Linked DNA regions of Mus musculus: all the other regions are linked to region 3. The links are chromatin contacts, called in public Hi-C and promoter capture Hi-C maps. All regions are on one chromosome and are shown on one strand. The core of a region is the stretch at or near the end of the contact, and the rest is flanking DNA. Distances in the headings are between cores, read along the strand shown. Region 1 overlaps Syn2 (synapsin II). Region 2 holds the start of Pparg (peroxisome proliferator activated receptor gamma). Region 3 holds the start of Syn2 (synapsin II).

The links. Promoter capture Hi-C pulls out the DNA fragments that hold promoters and counts their contacts. A called contact is a pair of places that touch in the nucleus more often than the background predicts.
Region 1: a contact with region 3 is called in a Hi-C map of the N1E-115 cell line, with 11 times the contacts expected there. The contact joins the enhancer-like site here to the promoter of Syn2 in region 3. A contact is called at or near these places in 2 of 39 promoter capture datasets (hippocampal neurons and stem cell-derived epiblast-like cells), 7 of 484 Hi-C or Micro-C datasets (the HL-1 cell line, the N1E-115 cell line, cerebellar granule neurons and 3 more) and 2 of 115 datasets of contacts at active chromatin or transcription factors (astrocytes and embryonic stem cells).
Region 2: a contact with region 3 is called in a promoter capture Hi-C map of embryonic stem cells, with 4 times the contacts expected there. The contact joins the promoter of Pparg here to the promoter of Syn2 in region 3. A contact is called at or near these places in 16 of 39 promoter capture datasets (the 3T3-L1 cell line, 3T3-L1-derived adipocytes, the HPC-7 cell line and 9 more) and 3 of 484 Hi-C or Micro-C datasets (the N1E-115 cell line and embryonic stem cells).

The regions. Positions count from the first base shown.
Region 1 is chr6:115,266,828-115,270,762 of GRCm38.p6, reverse strand. All of the region lies in intron 10 of Syn2 (synapsin II), which reads right to left. Among named protein-coding and RNA genes, the nearest start is that of Timp4, 17 kb to the right of the region's middle. Within about 2 kb of position 1,807, at least 34 of the 459 cell types and tissues checked have an H3K27ac peak or open chromatin away from gene starts, as enhancers often do. A contact at or near this core is called in the HL-1 cell line, the N1E-115 cell line, cerebellum and 1 more, where this site is marked.
Region 2 is chr6:115,360,576-115,364,465 of GRCm38.p6, reverse strand. Pparg (peroxisome proliferator activated receptor gamma) reads right to left here and starts at 2,117. Exons shown (of 8, transcript NM_001308354.1): 1 at 2,049-2,117.
Region 3 is chr6:115,133,134-115,137,507 of GRCm38.p6, reverse strand. Syn2 (synapsin II) reads right to left here and starts at 2,606. Exons shown (of 13, transcript NM_001111015.1): 1 at 2,048-2,606. The coding sequence starts at 2,427. Gm17733 (predicted gene, 17733) reads left to right here and starts at 2,673. Exons shown (of 2, transcript NR_132436.1): 1 at 2,673-2,893.

The DNA.
Region 1 (3,935 bases), core at 558-3,057, 130 kb before region 3:
TAACGCCATTGTTTTTGTTTAAATAAGAGTAAATCTACAGTGTGAGAACTACATGTATCAATGGAAAAGATATTGCTAACTAGTTTCCTGTCATCTTGTGCACACGGAGGGTAGTTCTTGTGTGGGGGATTTGGGGTTGGGTTAGACCATGCCTTCTCTCTATACATCACTGCCTTAGTTTGGGCAAGATCCACTCAATTGCAGATCACTGGCCTGAGAGAGAAACGTAGCCCATGAGGATCTATGGGGGTTTTGCTGAAGGTACATCTAATTTCCCACCCTGTGGCTTTTGTTAGACAGACTGGCAGAGGAGCTCCTATCTAAGTGAGGCCCCAACAGGATGGAAAGCTGAGGAAGGAAAGACATTGAGTGACTCAACTTTTGAGAATTGTTGGCTTAACACCAGCTGCCCCCACCAGGAGGAAGGCCTGTGCTTGCTCAGCATATCTGAGACAGGAAATTGGGAAAGGGTCCCAGGGTCTGGCCCCAGGAAAGGGGCCAGGCCAAGCTCCTTGCTGGCCACGCCACAGAACTATTCTGATCAGCTCCCCCAGGCCTTGCTTCCCCGGTCCAGTACTCCAGGGAGAATGAAGCAGCAGGAAGGAATGTGGTCAGGAGGTTGTAGAGCAAAGGGGACAGTATGTTTTCAGCACCTTGAGACCTTTCAGTTGCCACTGCCCCTTTCCTTCCTCTGCAAGGGTATAAAAGGTATCCAGGAATGAGATGATGCCCCTTCCTTCCCAGGGGAATTACTCTTGGGCAAAGACCACTGCCTGGATAGTGGCCCTTCCATAACCTGAGGACACCAGAAATGGTCCGTGGGGGCCACAAGTCCTATGGGGGCTCTGAGGATCAGGTCACCCTAGGTCAGAATGTCAGTTTTGAGTGATTAAAGATGTCCATGAAAGTAAAGACAATCCCAAAATAACTGGTTTCTCTTAATAGTTCGTTAAGGGATCTAGTCACTGGTGGCTTTATCTGAACCTGCCCCCAATCTCCTGGAGTTCTCAGCTTCTACTCACTGGGGAACACGTTCTCTCAAGCCGGGCCTGCTGTGGGAAGCAGGAAGGCCTTGGTTTGTCCTAACTTTACCTCTTAGAACAAGTGAAACAGTCCTGATATGGGATTGAAGGGATGGTTGTGCCTCTCCCTAATCGTCCAGCCCTGGAGGCTGTTCTCAGAGTGAAGAGATCCCCTCTCATCTTGGTCTCCTTGTACAAGTTCACAGAAAAATTTATCATATATGTATGAGTGTTTGCCTACATATATGTATGGGTGCCGTGTGCATGCTTGGGGCCCACAGAAGTTAGAGAAAAGTATCTTTAATCCTTGCAGATAGCTGTGAGCTAGGAACTAGAGGGGGCCCTCTGCCAGAGCAGCCAGTGCTCCTAAGCACTGAGCCATTGCTCCAACACCTCCCACCCCAGTCCTTTTATTCTAAGTTTTTCCCACTACCTCTCCCAGGTCTGGTGGTTACACTCAGCCTGGAGCACAGTACTCTAGTTCTGGAAGGTTCTGAGAGCTACTTGCCTCATCAGCCCCCACCCATCCTGTCACCACCTCCCCACCCAGTAAGTAGCTTATCCTGCTGAAATCTGAACATTAATGTGACAGTCACATGGTCCCGAGCAGCAGTTGCTGCTCTCAGTATCGGCGAGTTGATTCCTTAATACAAGGTCAAAGCCTGTCTTCCAGCAGATTTGCCTCTGGGACCATTTCTAATCCGTGACGGCATCAGAAAGCTAAAGACATTGAGTCATAGCCTTCTGGAAACAGCTGGTAGTCAACTGAAGCTCCTTTAGCTTATGTTGTTTGGTCTGAGACAGAGGTCCATGTATACTAAGCTAACATCAAATCTGCTGTATAGTGAAGGATGACCCAGAGCTTTTGATTCATATATCTCCACCGAAAGAAGGCTGAGATTACAAGGGAGCCACCACACCTGGCTTATGCCTATGCTGGAGACTGATCCCAAGGCACGCACGCTTGAGTCGTGGTATACAAGTACTCTGCCAGCTGAACTACATCCTCTGTTGCCACAGCTCTCTTACTTTTGTCCATAAAGTAGATGAGCCACAAGCCCCAACATCCTGGCCTCTCCTCTCAGTTGGAATCCATCCTGTTATATTACCACCCTTGGACTAGAAGCAACATTCAGTGTGTTTTCTGATCAGTTCAGGCAGTGAGAGAGAGAGAGCGAGCTTCACTTTTTCCCAGATGCACATCAATGCAGGTCAATGCTTCCCAAGGCCTGGTCTTAAACTTGGTCTCTATGGACCTCATCCACAAGCCAAACAGGGAGCTGGTAAAATATATAACAATGGGGTGCCAGAGAAAGACCAGGACCAGATTCACTGAATCAGCACCTGAAATTCTGGCCACCTGAAGGTGGGAGTCTAGGAAGCAGCTCCAGCTCTCCGCAGCCCCAGCTTCAGGCCTGTCTCAGATCCTGGTGATTCATCTCACACTTCTCAGGGGTTTCTCAATTGTCAAGCTGTTCTTGACATAGTCAGTGGTCCTGGGTACTAGGTTTTTCCTAAGCCCTAGAGATGGAAGCAGTAAGCAAGTTTCTACTCTAAATGACTGAGTATGTTTGGGGGATGGGACAGCAGGGGTACCAGGCAAAAGGCTAAGTATGAACCACAGAGGCTCTGCAATCATTGGCCACAAGGTGTCACTGCCACCCTGAGAACAGCATACCACTGTAGAGGTTTCATTGCATGGGACAGCCTGGAGGTTAATATTCCAGCCAGGCTGAGACCTAGTCATTGACAGCCAAATGGAGCTTTGTTGTTGACCGCTCGCTCTGCTTTTGGTGATGTGGTCAATGCCTCCCTGACTCTTGGGAGGATGCACAGTGGTTAGCTAGCTTATGTTTTCCAAGTCACAGTTCTGTCCTGGTCCTCTTCTATATTACTGGGCAAAGAGCAAATCATGGGGCTATGTGATTCAAGCTGTAAGTTCTTTCTCATTCAGCCTGTGGTTGCATGGTCACAAATGAAGCTAACAAGAGTGGCTTGGGTGAGGAGTGGCATACATGACACATGCAGGGGTTTGGCAGGAGATGTGACATGTAGGCTGGGACCCAGGCAATGATTCTTGATTTATAGCTCTTCTGTTTGCATGCTACCAAGGGTCCCTTAGGATCCTGACATTAATCCCAAATAGGATGAGAGGGCCATCAAAGGTGCTGATTACAAATGGGGACACATCATCAGTCATGTTCTGTGTCACCTACAGGGGCAGAGGTAGCATAAGAAAAGCAAGTTAGGATAGGAATTCAGTAACAGGTCATTATAAATGACAAAGGTAAACTATTCCTAAATGCAGAGGTATTAAAATTAGATTTATATTTGTTATTGTAGTTTACCTTTTCTACAGACAACAGAGTGCAACTTGGGCAAACTGCTCTCAACCACCTTTTTTAGAGCACCTGTGATGTTCAGTCATGTGCTGCATAACAATATTTAGGTCAATGATTGGCCACATATATGCTGGTGGGCTCATGAAATCACATCGCCTAGTGATGGCCTCTTAGTTTGTCTAGGCCTGCACTGTACTGATGAAGTCACATGAGATCCCACCTGGAGAGCCCTGTGTGACTATAGTCAGTGGCTGCTAGATTCTGGATGCTTTCTAAGCCCTTTAGATGAAATGATGAGCAGATTCCTGTTTACAAAGAGCTTGCATCCTGGCAGGAGTGAAGAACAAACAAAGAGGGAAGAACAATCTCTCCTGATAGAAAGTAGAAAACCACAACTCCAGGAGGAGAGGCAGCAGCTGCTGAGCAGGCGGCATCTTTGGATGATTGAAGAATGTTAGTTATACTGTGGTGAAAGTTTCTTTACCAAAACAGTGAGCCGTGCCAAAAACAAAAGAGGGAAATCATTTTAGGGAGAGGCTACAAGAGAGGCATAGGCCATTGAGATCGGCAT
Region 2 (3,890 bases), core at 868-3,367, 230 kb before region 3:
CCCTTTTTGCTGTATTTAGGCGTTAAGAAAGTGAAGTTAAGTAATGGATAACAGGGAAATTTGCCACAAAAATAAGAAAAACAAGAAAGAAATTCACTTTGACAATTTGTGGGTTGTGCATATGTTTAAAATTACATACTATTGACTTAAATCAAATTGTCTTGACTAGTGTAGTATTTTTTTAAATCTTCTACCAATATTTACTTAGTGGAATCCTATGAAAGCAAAAAAAAAAATTCTTCCAGTATTTTTGCCTCACTTTATGACACAGAGAATATTTCCAAGTCCACATGACAATAAATTTAGCAGAAAGACACAAATTAGAATGGCCAACATGTCTTGCCATACGCACCGGGCACCTACAGACCCTGTGAAAGCTGTGAAAATATTCAGACTTTTGGGTAAATTATTTTAACAAAATTTTTATGTAAGTTTCCTTCTATTAGCAACCACTTCATAATTTGAAAAGTAAGTTAAATACATTGCTGATCCTTATACATGTTTTCACAGTGCCTTTACATATTCCCCACACAGAAGGATCTTGACAAGACTGATGGAATATTCTTTTCAGAGACTTAAAAGTAAAAAAAATCATTTATTTAAATATGTAAAACTTACTAACTGAAATCAGTCACTTGCATAATCCATTTCTACGTCAAAAATTTAAAGTCATGCTTTTCATATATGAATTTTAAATGTCATAGGGATTTTGAAACTAAAGATATGATTTTTTTTAAAGTGTAATTTGCCCTTTTCTGTTAAAGTGATTCTGAAAGATGTAGTGACATGAATGTTAGGAAAACCAGCTCCTTTAAAGGAAATATACTTAATTATTAAAAAATAGTTATCACAAAAAATATCAAAGTAGTCTTAAGTATTGATGTGTATAATGTTTCCAGGTCTTTTAGTTCTAATGTGTTTAGAAGAACTTATAATCTTTGAAATATAAAAGACCGAGGAAACAGCATCAAAAAACTCTTCGGCCTAGAGGCATCAAGAACTTCAGACTTCACCGGCGCCATTGTTCTTCAACAGTTTGAAGAGTTTGAAACTTTTACATATGAAAAAGATTTTTTTCCTTAAAAAGAAAACTGTCAACAATCTTTTCCCTTCTAGTGAGCTGCAAAAGCGTGAGGTGACCACCAGTTGCTCCTTAGATCTTCTCACTGAAGATATAGTTCTCAGCAAATTAAATATGAAGTAGCACTGGAGTGAGCAAATTTACACAAAACACACAGTAAAATAAAAATCGAGGGCTTTATAATATGTTTCACTCCAACTAAGGCATGACACTGAGTTAAAATGTTCATATATTAAAATTAATATTTCGGACATTTACTTTAGAGCAAATGTGGTTGAAGATAAGACAACAGAGAACTTATTTTAAAGTTGAAACCCAATCTTCTGAAATGCTGCTCCAAATGCTCGTAGTATCTATGAGTGCTTCTGTCAAACTTGCAAGAGAACTATCTCTTTGAGTAGTCATAGCGTATATCCGTTCCTACCCTAGCCAGGTTTTAAATCACAGAGCACCTGGAGTTAGTTACATTTTTAGTCAGCAATTGATCACTTAGCTATGGACGACAGGAAGACTCCCACAGAGCACCTGATATCTTTGGAAGACCTGCCCAAGTCCAAGACTAAGTTATTCATTTAATAACTCCAGTTAACAATTTGCTTCGTGCATGATAATAAAGAGTTGACATTACAATAATGAACTCCAAATCAAGAGGCTTTCCAACTGTTAGCTATCCTACAACTTGGTTCATCTGGTTTTGTTTTCAAATGATCATTTAATTTTACATTTTTGTCCTTCATCCTGCTAAAAAGGGACACCTTTTAGCCTCTTCCTCACAGAAAACTTAACTTTTCTTTTTTCCCTTCTGAAATAAATGGCACGACCTCCCCCCTATTAGCATCAGAAGCAAAGCAGATTCTTAACAGTACAAGAACACAGCCAGACCATCCTGATGTGTAAGAACTTGGGGGCAGTTTGGCCACTTCACTACACACACCAACAAAAACGTGATGACGATGGGGCCACTCACCTACTCAATGGGAGTTAAGAAGAATTTAGCGCTGCAGCCTTCAGATCCCCAGCAGAGGTCCAGGCCCCTTCTTGACCTCCTCGCGTCCCTTATATAAAAGCAGCCCAGGCTACTCCCAGTTTCTGCCTCCTCACCTTAGGCTCCTCCCCAATCCCAAGCCATAAAGCACCGGGAGCCACACACCCACCTTCCGCCCCCAGCACGAGGGCTGCCTACTCCCGTGAGCCGGGCCCTGTGCTCGCCCCCTGCTTAGATTGAAGAGGGGCACTGGCGGGGCGGGGCCTTGGCGACAGTGACCCCGCTTTCCTCACACCTGGTGAGCCCCGGGCAGGGGGCCGTGGGCCAAATCGCCTCCGTGATCACGGGCGCATCCTCCTCCCCACCCTCCGACCCCTAGAGCCTCAGGGCGACCGGTGGCTGCTGGCGAGCCCCTCTCTAAATCTGTCACCAGGATCCGCACAATGCGGTCCCCAACGCGGTAGTTCTGGAGACCTGGCTTTCCTGTCAGGGTCTGGAACAGGGGCAACCCTGTTCCGCGCTCACACACATGCCTGCCTGCGCACCCTCTCAGGGAAGCACTGTGGCCCTCCGCACCGTGCCGGTGCCCCTCACGAGGACAGTCACCCTGTCAGTCACACTCGGCTCTCCAGGAGGGTGACCGGTCCTCAGCCGAGACCCCTCACTCTGTCCCTGAGTCCGCGACCCCGCCCCGCTATCACTCTCTCGCTCTTCTCTTGTGTGACTTCTCCTCAGCCCGCGCGATCCCCTCAGACCCAGACTCTGTCACCTTGTCTGTCACATTCGGTCCTGTCAAGAGTTTGCCTTCTCCTCAGCCGGGGTCCCTTGAGTCAAGATTCTGTCACTTGGTCACTCTCCGTCCTGTCGGAGTGTGGCTTTCCAGCCCGTATCCCCTCTAGTCGAGACAGGGTTAGGCTGTCAGTTACGCAGCCCTGTCAGAATGTGACTTCTCATCCCGAGTCCCCTCAGCGGAGACCCAGTCACCTAGCCAGTCAGATCCAGACCCCACAAGCCGAGACCCCCCCTCACCTTGTCTGTCACACAGTCCTGTCAGAACGTGACTTCTCAGCCCGCGTCCCCTCAACCGAGACCCCGTCAGGCTGTTGGTCTCACAGGCTCCTGTCAGAGTGTGACTTCTCCTCAGCCCGTCCCCTCAGCCCGGTCACCTTGTCGTCACACTCGGTCCCCTCAGGCTGCGCGCGACCCAATACCCCAGCGCAGCGCCCCAGGTCTCTTCTTCCGCGTCCCTCCGGCGGGCCGCGTGGCCCGGGGCGACTCTGACCTGAGGCGGCGGCTTGGCGGGTGCTGTGCGTCGGTGAGGCCGACCCGACCCGAGCGCCCCAGGCGGCTGCCGCTCTGAGTGCGACGGGCCCCGCCTGGCCGGCCGCGGACCGGAGGAGCCGAGCCGAGCCACCCGGCCGGACCGGGGGCGGTGCCCAGGGTGAGGCCGGAGGCCCCGCGCCCGCACCCGGAGGCCGGCGCCCACGAGGCCCGCGTGGCCCTCCCGCGCCCGGCGCCGTGCGCTGGTTACCTGGCCGCCTTGCTCCTCACAGCCGCTGGGAGGCGACCCAGGAAGGTCCCGTGTCCCTCAGACCGATGTCCATGTCCATGTCTGTCATGGAGAAGTTTGTTTTTTTCCTAGATGTGCTTTTCATCTCTCTCTCTATATATATACCATATATATTTATATATCATACATAACATATATTTATATATCATATATATGATATATGATATATAATAGATACACACCCATATATATATTTATATGAATTAAGTGAATTTAGGATCTCCCTTTTTTCTTTTTTTCTTTTTATTTTTAAT
Region 3 (4,374 bases), core at 1,357-3,856:
ACATTCTAACAGTGAGACAATACAGAAGGATGGCAGCAATGAAACCAAGCAGTTTAACCTAAAGTTAAGATGCCACTGGACCATTTGTTAGCTGAATGGCTGTAAGCTCACCACTTACCTTTTCTAAGTCCCTGTTTTCTGAAGACCCAATAGAATACCACATTAGGAGTCCCTCCTTACCAGAGAATCTGACATACAATGGATGCTTGCATAGAGCTTGCCTCCCTTCCCTTCCCTTCCTCCTGAGCAAACACTTGTTGATTTGAACTGCCAGTGATTCTTCCAGGAGACTGCCAGTGGCACTACTGTCGTACTTTCCCACATTACCTTCCTGTTATTCCCCATTACCTTTCCCAGTTCCTGATAAAGGTCTTTTCTACTCTACTATCTTGAAAAATAAGGGCCAACCACACAACCCACCCAGAGGAAATGATTCCAGCATGGTAACAGCAGGAAGCCCTACAGCTCCAGGTAACATGTCACTTCCACCAGTTCATCCCAGCACCCCCTCTCTCCCTCTCTCCCTCTCTCTCTCTCTCTCTCTTTCTCTCTCCTCTCTCTTTCTCTCTCCCTCCCTCCCTCCCTCCCTCCAAGTCTCTCAGTGAAGGAATGGCAGAGAAAGCACAACAGGAAAGCAGCTACAAGAGAAATAAACAGCTCTGGGGTCCCTGTGTCTTCCTCTTGGGAAGAATTCTCAGGTGCAGGCACCAATCAACCTCATCCCCTTAGGAAAAGGAAAACAAAAATTGCTCCCTCACATTCCAAAGGAAAAAACACCTAAGGCTCTGGCCTTTTCATGGTTCCATACCCACCAGTCAGCCCACCATCCACCATCGCTTAAGTCAGCGTCCTACTGCATCAAAGGAACCACTCTGAAGCTCTTAATTAGTCTTCAGTGGACCTCATTCATGTGTTTCTCAACTAAACCTAACACCTTCCCCAATCATCCCCATTCCCTATAGCTCTTTTTAAAAGAAGAAAAAGAAAAGAAAGAAAGAAAAGAAAAGCATTCTTGAAGTTTCCCCTTTACTGCATTAAGGCCAATCATTTTATTTGTGCCCTTTAACAATATGTAATGTTTTTACTTAGGTCTTCATCATCCAGCTGAAAAAGCCACCATCGTTTACACACAAACACAGGAGCACGCATGCTCGCATGCACGCACGCACGCGCACACACACACACACACACACACACACACACACACGCACACACACACACGGAGGGAGGGAAGGAGGGAGGGAGGGAGGGAGGGAGGGAGGGAGAGAAGGGAAGAGAGAGAACAAAATTTTTAAAACATATATCCCCTCCCTGTTGCATATATATAATAATCTCATTATTTTTAAACAGATGTCAATCACACTCTGAGACACCTGTGATCTAACCCACCTTGATATCAATACAGGTACAGGTTTAAAACAAAACAAACAAACAATAACAACAACAAAAACACCTATCCAACTTAAATACTAATATCCACTCCCAACTCATTCCAAACCTTGCAGACTAGAATCTTTTTTGGTGTCCTTTATTTTGATGGCCATCTGGGTCCATTTTCACCTTAGCTTGTATGCGTCTAAACTGTTAAGCCTGCCCCCCCCCCACCATAAGTATTTGTGTTTTGTTTTTGTTTTTTATTAGTTCTTTGAGGATGTTGTACAACCTGTTTTGATCATCTTCACCCTCCCTCCCCCAGCTCTTTCCAGATCCATCCCTCCTTCTCTTCCTTCCCAACTTTGTGGTGTCCCCACCACCACTGTCACAGCCAATATGTGCTGCCCAAATATTCTTGGCTGTGTGGCCTTCCTTTAGAGCGTGGTCGACTTATCACTATTTTTAAGCTCCATTGGTGCTTAATGAAGTAGCTTGCTCTGCCACCGGCCTGGAGGCCACCGAGTCCTTTACCTTAGGACCCATGTCTCTGGGAGGTCAACGCCTGCCCTCGCCCCTCCCACACACAGACACCTGCTCGTCCCCGGTGCTCTCCCGGGTGACCTCGAGGGTCCATCTTCACACCCTGCCCCCGGCGGACCCCGCAGGGGCCTACCAGTCGGTGTGCGGCTCGTCGACCACCAGCAGCACCTTGGCCTTCCTGGAAGCGGCCGAAGGTGCGGGCGCGTCCACCAGGCCGGCGGAGGCGGCCGTCTGCTTCACCGCTTGCGACAGCGAGCTGAAGAAGCTGCTGCCCACCGACGGCGTCGGCGCGGGCTGCGGCGCCGGCTGCGGCGCGGGTGCCTGGGCGGGTGGCGGCCTGCGCTCGGGACCGGGCGAGGCAGCTGAGGTGGCCGCCGACGCCGTAGCGGCACCGGGGCCAGGGGCAGGAGGGGGCTGCTGCGGCTCCGGGCGCTGAAGGTCAGTCATGTAGCCATTGGGCAGGTTGGCGATGAAGCTGCTGTCCGACAGCCGGCGCCTCAGGAAGTTCATCATCTGGCTTGAGGGGCTGAGGGCGCTCGAGGCGGCGGGCCAAGCGGCGCGGGGAGGACGGCGCGGGGACACCGAAGGTGGTCCGCGTCTCCGGGAGCCCAGCAGACAGCCGCGGCGCTCTGGGTCTGGGGAGCGAGCCTGTTAGCGAGGGAGCAGTGGGCGGTGCCGAGGGCGTGACTACTTCTGTCTCCGCCCCTCTCCGCAGAGCCTGCTCCGCCCCCGCCTACTCGCGCGTCCCCCGCCTTTTCAGGCTCTGGCGCAAAGAGAAGGGAGAGTGTCCCCTCCCGCCACCTGAGCGTGACTGTGTGGGAACCAGGAGCTCTCGCAGTGTGGAGGGAAGGAAAGCCGAGAGTCTCCCACCATCATCACCTTCGTGGTTTCAAGAGGAGAGTCGTGTCCCAGTTCCAGACGAAGACACCATCCTAATACCATCTAGTTAGAAGAGAGGTGTCAGCTTCCCTACCCTGAGGTGAGAGAAAAGAGCTACACCTGCCCCTCCACCCGCTCTGGCGTGTGTGTGCGCGCGCACACACACCCAGGACCACCATTCAGTGAGCAAAGCGAAGCATTTCCTTTCCTGAAGCTCAGGAAAATGATGCCAAAGTCCCCAACTTTCAGATGAGAAGGAATGGACTAATCTGTTGCTGCTAATGCGCACCTTGTATGCTGAGACCTGAATGAATGAATGGATGGATGGATGGATGAATGAATGAATGAATGAATGAATGAATAAAAGCTGCCTACCCGTGCTGAATGGGAAAAACCTCTCCCTGACCCAAAAGGTGGGAGTCCAGACCACAATGAAGTAGAGGGCTACCTCACCCTCCTTGAGGAAGAAGGAACCTAAGCAGACCCTCTCCACACTGCCCTGGAGGACATTAGGAGGCAATTTCTGTGCCCCACTTAATAGTGCACAATTCTCTCCCTGACCAGAGAGAGAGAGAGCACGCGCGCGCGCAAGAGAGCCCGAGAAGACTGAAAATGTCTTTTCAGGATCCCTCAGACAGATAGCCAAGGCTACCCCCTCAATTTGCTTCCCTGACATACATTGTTCCCCAGTGTTGTAGGGCGACCTAGTCCCCTAACTGACCATCTCCATGAAGGTTTATCTGACTACCAACTTCTCTGTGCACTCTCTAAATTTTGTGTGCTCTTTGAACCTTTGTTTTGATCTGTCTTCAGGTATATTAGTCCCCTACATTTGTATCTGGACAAAATGTAGCAGATGTACTTGACAGGCAGACCACCTGGAGTGATGCACGACTTTGGGCAAATTACTCCCTTGAACCTTTTTCTTCCACAGCTAATAAAAACAGATAGCACTTTTCAAAGCTGCTGGAGTAAATGAGAACATGTAGGTAAAGCGTCTGGTACGCAGTAGATAAGCCAGTAGTGGGGCCTAAGTCCTTATTCTTATTTCTCAGTAGTATTAGCTAGTCTGAATGGAATCAGTGAGGGTCTTGACACTAATGTTAGCAGGGTGTTCCTGTTTTGTATATCCCAGTTGGTTCTCAGGTCTAAGCCAATAGCATCAGAGAGGCCTGCAGCCAATTGTGAAAATAACCAATAAAATTAGAAAGCAACCCTTGTCTCAGGTAAACTCACAACTAAGAGCTAAGGACTCATAACTAGAGACAACAATTACCCACAATGAGATGTGAGAAATTCTGTAAATCAGTTGGATAAGGTGGTTTAGGAGCAACAAAGGCACAGGATTCATTCACCGCTGAGGCTCAGGAAAGGCTGCTCAGAGGAAGTAATGTTTAAGATGGGTCTTGAGACGTGTGGTAAAAGTTAACAGAACTGGTGAGAAGGCTCTGTAGTTTGGAACACTTGTTACTCCTCCAGAAGAGCCAAGTTTGGTTCCCAACACCCAGGTCAAGTGACCTATGATGACCTGTAACCACAGCTCCAGGGAATATGGCACCCTCATCTGGCCTGCAAGGGCAC